2 separate regions of the Sus scrofa genome follow, and region 2 is linked to region 1. Evidence: chromatin contacts called from public HiChIP or PLAC-seq data. All regions are on one chromosome and are shown on one strand. The core of a region is the stretch at or near the end of the contact, and the rest is flanking DNA. Distances in the headings are between cores, read along the strand shown.

What was found. HiChIP or PLAC-seq counts read pairs in DNA pulled down with a chosen protein or histone mark.
Region 2: a contact with region 1 is called in an H3K27ac HiChIP or PLAC-seq map of alveolar macrophages. The contact joins two enhancer-like sites. A contact is called at or near these places in 2 of 5 promoter capture datasets (fetal liver and fetal skeletal muscle) and 1 of 2 datasets of contacts at active chromatin or transcription factors (alveolar macrophages).

The regions. Positions count from the first base shown.
Region 1 is chr6:28,117,120-28,121,724 of Sscrofa11.1, reverse strand. The region is part of intron 1 of ATP6V0D1 (V-type proton ATPase subunit d 1); the gene reads left to right. Among named protein-coding and RNA genes, the nearest start is that of ATP6V0D1, 13 kb to the left of the region's middle. Within about 2 kb of position 1,699, at least 13 of the 83 cell types and tissues checked have an H3K27ac peak or open chromatin away from gene starts, as enhancers often do. A contact at or near this core is called in alveolar macrophages, where this site is marked.
Region 2 is chr6:28,645,943-28,650,177 of Sscrofa11.1, reverse strand. It overlaps DUS2 (tRNA-dihydrouridine(20) synthase [NAD(P)+]-like), which reads right to left. Exons shown (of 17, transcript XM_005655778.3): 9 at 58-123. Among named protein-coding and RNA genes, the nearest start is that of NFATC3, 18 kb to the left of the region's middle. Within about 2 kb of position 1,532, at least 13 of the 83 cell types and tissues checked have an H3K27ac peak or open chromatin away from gene starts, as enhancers often do. A contact at or near this core is called in alveolar macrophages, where this site is marked.

The DNA.
Region 1 (4,605 bases), core at 450-2,949:
CGATGTTTCTGCAGCGCCAAGATGCAGGTTTTGTCCGCAGCCTGGCACAGTGGATTAAAGTCATAGTTGTGGTAGCACTCTAGAGTAAGTCGCAGCTGTGACTTGGCTTCAGTCCCTAGCCTGGGAACTTCCATATGCTGCAGGCGTGGCCATAAAAAATATAAAAAGCAAAAACAAAAGCACCAGCACTGAATGTCCACAGAGTGCACTATGGGTCAGTGGGAGCATGTGAGTAGTAACATTTAAGGGTAGAGGGGCTCTTTTTGGGGTGAAGAAAATGTTCTAAAATCGATTGTGGTGATGGTTACACAACTCTGAATTTACTAAAAGACTTTGATTTGTGCACTTTAAATGGGCCAATTGTATGGTGTATGAATTATATCTTAGTAAAGCTGTCACACACGCAAAATTAGCCAGGTCGAGGAGATGGGAAGAAGGAATGGCATTCGCAGTCTCAGAAACATGACACTGCATAGACTAGCAGGGGAGCTTTGGGAGCTGGGAGGAGAGAGCAGAGCATGTGTCAGGGTGAGCAGGGCTCGGGGTGGATAGGTGCATCTGTTTGGTTCATGGAAGGCCTTGGGTGCCTTGGGTATCTTGGAAGGATGCGTAGCTTGGGAGGATGAGGGTTGTGATTTTAAAAAAGAGGGTTTCTTCAGTTAGGTCAAGGTCAGTGCGTGGGAAATGTCTTGCTTAAGAGTTTCTGTTTATGGTCTTGCCTGGAAACATTTTGTATGTTCCATTTTGTTTGTCAGAGGAGAATATTTTGATTTAGTGAAATTAGGTGACCATGGCTTGGACAGCAAGACAAGCTTAGCTCTATCCAGAATTCCTCAGAGTCAGATGCAATCCAGAGGAAGAGATGACACAGTTCAGGCAATCCAGTGACTACAAGCAAGAGAGGGGGGGCTCAGGAAGCACTGGGAGAACAGTATACAGAATGTGATAATCCAACAGGGTTTGCACATGGAATAAAGGGAACAGCTACATTGAGTCTTTGAGCTATGAGAGCCTGGGTCCACACGCACCTGAAGTATTCCCCTCAGTGTTTCTTGATCCATATTGTCTCAACTGCTCTGGGCAGTGGCCTTGTGTGAAGAGACCTTCCCTCCCCCAAGCACAGGGCCCAGTGATTGATGAGCTGATGTGGGCTACTGATGGGGACTTGATTATGCCTCTCCACTGGCTGCTGCAAGAGGATGAGGCTCCCAGAGCAGGGGTCGAGGTAAGGGGTAGGCAGGAGGGAGGTCTTGTGGCCATGAGCCATGTTGGACTTGATCCTTTAGTGGATAAAGAAGTGGAGAATTGAGAAGGGGGCAAGGGTTGGTAGTGTGATGCAATTAGAAATTTGGTCAGGGGCTCTGGAGGTTGGATTTAGGAGGAGTCAGGCTGGATTATTCCAGAAGGTGGTCTGCACTGGGACAAGAGTGGCAGGGCAGAAGGACTGGTTTCAGAGACCAGCTTAAGGAATGAGACCCATAAGATGGGGCCAGTGTGCCTAAGTCTGGGGTGAGAGGGGTCAGAAATCAGGCTTCTGACCTCATAAATGACTGGGTGAGTGCTGGGAATGGCTTCTGAGCTAGGGACCACCAGAGGAGGAGAAGGTTTGGGGCATGGACCCGGCGGTGGAGGAGGAGGAGTTCTGTAGCAGATGTGCTGAATCAGGTCTGAGGGATGTGGCTGTGTGGATCTGGAGCCGGGGGAAGTAGCATTAAGATACCAATCTGGAAGTCATCAGCATGCTGGCGGGCAACAGCTCAGCCCACGCCCGGCCATCTGTTGGTTAGCAGCCAGGACAAGCCTCCTTTAGAAGCTTTGTCCTGCCCACGAGCCCTGCCAGGAGGCTGGAGAGCAGCCTTAGTGGCGGGCCAAGTGGACACAAACATGGCCTGAGGAGGCTACCTGGCGTGGAGCCTAATTTGGCAACTAGAGCAGGGAGAGCCACAGCCAGGGATTCCCCTCCAGATCCCTGCTGTGCCTCCTCCTGCAGGACTGGGCATGGTAATTTCTTCTTCTTCTTTTTTTTTTTTTTTCTTTTTTGGTTTTCTTTTAAACTAAACATAATTAAAAAATTTTTTCAACAGTAGAATTGGTGGAAGGGTGACTTGGTGTAGATCCTTTGGGGGACAAAAGTTTTTACCCCCTTGTTTAAACATTGCATGTTGGTGTTCCCATTGTGGCTTATTGGGTTAAGAATCCGACTAGTGGAGTTCCCGTCGTGGCTCAGCAGAAACAAATCTGATTAGCATCCATGAGGATGCAGGTTTGATCCCTGGCCTTGCTCAATGGGTTAAGGGTCCAGTGTTGGTGTGAGCTATGGTGTAGGTCACAGGTACCGCTTAGATCTGTCATTGCTGTGGCTATGGTGTAGGCAGGCAGCTATAGCTCTGATTCGACCCCTAGCCTAGGAACTTCCATTAACAAGGTATGGTTAAATAAATCATTGTCTGTGTTTATGAGGAAATACTATTCAATGCTTAAAAGCGTGACGGTCTATAAAGACTGATTTAGAAATATCTGTTAGGTGAGATGTTGCGTATAATATAGTTGCATATAATATAGTCTCATTTTAGTAGAAAAATAAGCACATAGAAACGTGTTTGGAAGCATAGTCACCAAGTCTTCTAGAGTGGCAGCTTCTGCAGAGAGGGATTGGAGAGGCTGGAGGGGGAATATGTCAGTTTTTATTTTTACATACCCTCATATTATTCGAATGTATCTTAATGAACAAATGTTTTATAATTTATAATTTATTTATTTTTGTCTTTTTTAGGGCCGCACCTGCTGCATATGGAGGTTGCTAGGCTAGGGGTCGAATTGGAGCTGTAGCTGCTTGGCTATACCACAGCCACAGCAGTGCAGGATCCGAGCTGTGTCTGTGACCTACACCACAGCTCATAGCAACGCCGGATCCTTAACCCACTGATCAAGGCCAGGGATCGAACCTTCGTCTTCGTGGATGCTAGTCACATTCATTTCTACTGAGCCACTACAGAAACCCCAATGTTTTATAATTTAAAACATCCAGTAATCAACAGGGACCTACCTACTGTATAGCACAGGGAACTCTCCTCAATAGTCTGTGATGGTCTACATGGGAAAAGAATCTGAAAAATAATGGATATGTGTATAATTGGATCACTTTGCTATATATACCTGAAACTAACACAGCATTGTAAATCAACTATACTCTGACATGAAATAAATTTTTTTTTAAAATCTGCTAGAGATACGTAAAATAAGGGAAATTAGAACATATGAGCAAGCCAAGAGAAGGTACTCACACCCATCAGCCATCTGAACAGAGACCCTATTGGTAACCCTGGGGCATTCTTCCAGATTTTCATTCACAGCTTGTAGGGCTGGTATGAGTCTTAGGGAACCCACAACAAGCCTCTTCTCTTCACACCAGAAGACTGAACATCCAGGGGATGCATAAGGGTCCAGGCCAGGGCTGAACACATCATGTCACTCAGACCAGAGCCCTAAAGATCCTGTCCAGGTACGGTTTACCTCTCACCTGCCCATTTTCTCTCTTTCCCTTGTCTCCTCCTCTCTACCCTTACTTCTTCTTTTTTCTGTTTTTGGTCTTTTTAGGGCTGCACCTGCGGCATATGGAAGTTCCCAGGTTAGGGGTCAAATTGGAGCTATAGCTGTCGGCTTACACCACAGCCACAGCAACTCAGAATCCAAGCTGCATCTGTGACCTACACCATAGCTGACAGCAATGCCAGATCCCTGACCCACTGAGTGAGGCCAGGGATCGAACCTGCGACCTCATGGATGCTAGTTGGATTCCTTTCCACCGCACTACAATGGGCACTCCCTCTACCTACTTCTTGCTTTCCCTTCACTGATAACATCTTGTACTGGTATACACTTTAGCCTGATTTGATCTGGGAAACTATTTATGGTTAAAATAGTCCCCACATGAACTGATAACCCCTGTTTCACAAGCCTTACCCCATGTCATGTCAGAACTTGGCTCTGGTGGGTGATAACATACTTGTCCTTGGATGTTAGTAATTTCTTGGGCCTGGTTTCTAAGGTGGAGCCAGTGCCTGAACCTGTGATTAGGACATTTTGAGGTGACCTCAGCACAGGCAAATGTTAGCCATCCAAGACCATTGGAGATGAGCTTTCTGGGTGACCAGGGTTTGTGGCTGGCAAAGAGGGAAGACCCAAGTTTTAAATGTTTTGCTTAAAACCCTTCTGGAATATATTAGTCTCACTTTCTTGCTTTCTTAGCACACATTGAACATAGCAGAGCTTCTCTTGAGTTGGGGCTGTTAGACTTGAAATGAGATGGAACCAGACTACTGTCCCTGAGGGCCCAGATCTGCCTCCTAATAGTTTGTCCCTGGCCCCCTGTGGTCAGAGTGCCTGCTACAGCACCCTAGCAGTTTTCTCCAACTTACAGCTGTTTTTGTGCTTTGGGCTCAGCTGTCAGACGCACTCCAGTTTGTTAGAAGAAAGGGTTGTCATCAAGAATGAAGACGTACAAGGAACTGATGTCATGGTCTCCCTTGTAAATCACTTCAGGGTCGGGACCCTAGGGCCTCTCTGGTAACAAGGACCTTTCTTGAGTTGCTATGTGAGGCCAGG
Region 2 (4,235 bases), core at 283-2,782, 530 kb before region 1:
AGAACCATCCACATCTCACAGAAAATGGACCTTCAGATGTACCCACACCACCCTTACCGACGGCAGGAGGCGAATCTTGCAGGTCACAGGTCTGCGTGTCCCTTTAACAAGAGTGCTGAGGATCTGCAAAAGGAGAACACAAGAGTGTCTGTCTGCTTCTTCCAGAACAAACACCACAACTGCTTGTACTAATGAGTTCTGCTCCAGACCTGTGAGGCCCTATGTCCACGTCTGTGTCCACGTGAATGCCTCTGTTGTGTACATATATATGTAAACTCCATAAGGGAAGTTCACCTTTTCTCTACACTAGAGCACCAGCCCCAGCAACCCCTTGCCTGGGACACAGTGACATTCATCACTTGGTAAATGAATGAATGAATGCGTGAATAAATGAATGCATGAATGGATCTGCATGCATCCTGTGTGGAACACAGTGATCCTTTGCCAGGGCAAACATCAGAACCACCTGGACAGCTTAAGAAACGCAGAAACTTAGACTCCACCTCTTATTCCCTGAAAGAGTTTCTAGGGGCAGGGCTTGGGCATCTGTGTTTTCAAAAGGCTCTCTGCCCAATACACTCCCTCCTCAAAATGATTCTGCGCCCTAACCCTGGTAGAAAACACATGGCTCACAGCTCCATTCCAGCTTCAAGGCAATGGTTCCTGAATGCTGTTCCAGGATCTGCCAAGTGAGGGAGCAGGGAAGATTGAACAGGTCCTGGGCCCTATCCCCAGGAACCCCTCTCTTTAGGGGAGTCAGATATATAGGAAAGAAACTGGCAAAAGGAAAAGACAACACTGTCAACATATTAAAAAGTATTTATTTGGCACAGTAATGGCAAAGGACTTCAAAGGAAGATCAAGAAAGTCATACAGCAAAGTGTCTGGGAAATAGCGAGACCAGACCACATAAGAGCTAGAGATTGAGAAAGGTGTAGATGACACGGCATGTCTGCAGCATGACTCTCTTCTCCCCTCATCAAAAATTTCTGGCCAAGCAAGCCAGGGGGAAGGTGACCCCAAGAGCTCTCTTGTAAGAAAACTGATTGCCTGTCCAACAAAGCAAGGGGGGACATCCAGGCAGCTGCTGCCAGTCTTGGTTTTAGACAAGTGGGGGCAGCAGAGAGCCGAGTTACAAGAACCAGTGAAGGAGGCCTTTCTCTCAGGGACAGACTAAGGCAGGTCCCTCCAGGAGACATCAGACCAAGAGGCTGGGCTGATAGATGGCTGGACAGATCATGGGCAAGACAGGGCCTGCTGGCCTAGGCACAACTGCCAGGGACTGGCAGGAAGGAACATCCCCAGGTGTTGCACCAGGAGGCAGACGGGGCCTGAGGTCTTAGAGTCACTCTGGCAGGGCTCAAAGGGGCACTTACCCTTTAAGGCGGGGGAGGGACTGCCAGATCCACGGAGACACAGGATAAAAATTCTCACTCTGGTCCTCTCCCTCAAGCTGACAGTATCATCTCTGGGAGTTTCCTTTGCAAGTGCTGACTTAACTTCCTCTATCTTTGGTAATTTAAGCAAGCAACATCAGCTGGTTCGATCTAATTCTGTTTTGCAGAACTTCTCTTGGTGTATTTTATCCAAACAGCTGTCTTCAAGTACCTTCTTCAATATTTTTGTTCATTTCAGAGTTCCCGTCGTGGCTCAGTGGTTAACGAATCAGACTAGGAACCATGAGGTTGCAGGTTCGATCCCTGGCCTTGCTCAGTGGGTTAAGGTTCCGGCGTTGCCGTGAGCTGTGGTATAGGTCACAGACGCGGCTTGGATCCCACGTTGCTGTGGCTCCAGTTTAGGCCAGCAACTGTAGCTCCGATTAGACCCCTGGCCTGGGAATCTCCCTATGCCGCAAGTATGGCCCTAGAAAAGACAAAAAAAAAAAAAATTTTTTTTGTTCATTTCATGTGTGTGTTCAGGACCAGGAACAGAATTAGTAGCCAAAAGTCCCAGGCACTTGCAAGAGTCACACACACTGAGGGGAAAGGGCAACTAGAGTCTATCTTCCTGTCACGCTCCAGCTGAACCTCACTGGGACCCAAGTCTCCCAGAATTAAGCTATACCCTTGTCTCTGTGGTGTCAAAGTCTGTGGCAGAAGAGGACTTGAGACATGCCTATATCTGAGCAGATAACAGCACATCGACCCATGGGCAAGCTCAATCCATCAGATCCACCAGCTGACTCAGAAAAAGCAGACTTTGGAGTTCCCTGGTAGCTCAGCAGGTTAAGGATCTGGCATTGTCACTGCTATGGCTCTGGTTACTGCTGTGGTGCAGGTTCAATCCCTGGCCCAGGAACGATAAAAAAAAAAAAGAAAGAAAGAAAGAAAAAAAAAAACGGAAAAAGAAAAGCAAGGAGGATGGGAGAGAATAAGCTTGGGAACTAGTGAGACCTGAGTTTAGTCCTCGCCCTGCCGATTGTTAGCCATGGCCCCAGTGCAGTGCAAACAAGGAGGAAACCCAGGGAAGCTGGGGGCCCAGGGAATCTGGGGCAGGAATGAGAGAGAAGATACTACTGATATAAGGTCTTAAACTGAGGTTCTTAATCCAGGGAGGGTACACCAGAGTTACACGGGAGGCTTTTTCAAAAGATTAATACCCAATTCCCTGCCCTTATCTCCCACAAGAATGTATGGAATTTTTCATAGTCAGCATCCTTTTAAAAAAATTATTGTGCAAAAAAAAAAGGGAGTTCCCGTCGGGGCGCAGTGGTTAACGAATCCGACTAGGAACCATGAGGTTGCGGGTTCAGTCCCTGCCCTTGCTCAGTGGGTTAACGATCCGGCGTTGCCATGAGCTGTGGTGTAGGTTGCAGACGCGGCTCGGATCCCACGTTGCTGTGGCTCTGGAGTAGGCTGGCAGCTACAGCTCCGATTAGACCCCTAGCCTGGGAACATCCCATATGCCTCGGGAGCGGCCCAAGAAATGGCAAAAAAAAAAAAAAAAAATTATTGTGGAGTTCCTGTTGTGGCGCAGTGGAAACTAATCCTACTAGGAACATGAGGTTTCGAGTTTGATCCCTGGCCTCGCTCAGTGGGTTAAGGATTCGGCGTTGCCATGAGCTGTGGTGTAGGTTGCAGATGCGGCTCGGATCTGGCGTTGCTGTGGCTGTGGTGTAGGCCGGCAGCCATAGCTCCAATTGGACCCCTGACCTGGGAACCTCCATGTTCCACAGGTGCGGCCCTGAAAGACAAAAGACCAAAAAAAAAAAAAAATTACTGTGGTAAAATAAACATAACATAAAATTGTTACACAGCAAAAATTATCAACTATACGTCTAAAAATTTTTAAAAATGAAAAAAACAAACATAAAATTGTCTGTTTTAACCACGTTAAGTGGTTAAATTCAGTGGTATTAGTTCACAATTTTGTACAACCATCACCATTATTAATTTCCAAAATTTTTCATTGCCTCAAACAAGCATACTTTTTTGAAAAAAATGTGTGTGGGTGGTCCTGAGATGCTTCCACAGATGGAACCATGGACCTGAAACACCAAGCCTGGAAGGACCTACAAAGCTCCCCCAGTTTACCAGCACAGTTTGAGCCTGAATCAGCCCACTCATCCTGGGTCTCATCTGGCTTTACTGCAGAAGCCTGCCACCTCCCTTCCATGAGACAAACCTCGTTCACTAGTCTGACCTGGCTCATCTGACCACCCCACCAGTCAGAGAATTAGGGAAATGAACTGAGCTTCTGAGGTGGGGTGTTAACTCTGCTGCTTCATGTGTGAAATGTGCCCCAAAAGGGCAGGGGCGAGGACAGAGGCAACAGCATGAGTGGGAGCAGTCAGAAGACTGGAGGACAACAAAAATTCCTGTATGTATATGGCATGAAGCAAACCAACTGCTATCAAGGCCCCTTCCCCTGTGTTGTCCACATCCACTCCATCCTGCATAGAGGTGTCTGACTGGAGGTTCCTAAGTCCAAGTATCCACTTGCCTGTGGCTAGACACTTAGAAACTACACCCAGGCACCCTCAAGCTGAGATGCTACTGAGAGGAGGCACTGATGCTGGGGTAGCAAGACCATGGCTCTAGACTCAGCTTCACCTGCTTATATTTCCTACATGATCTTGAGCCAAATTGTTTTTATCTTTCTGTGCTTTAGTTTTATTATTCTTTTTTTTTTTTTTCTTGTTTTCTTTTTTCTTTTTTGGCTGCCTCATGGCATATGGAGTTCCCATGCCAGGGATCAGATCTAAGCTGCAGTTGTGACCTACACACAGCTATGAC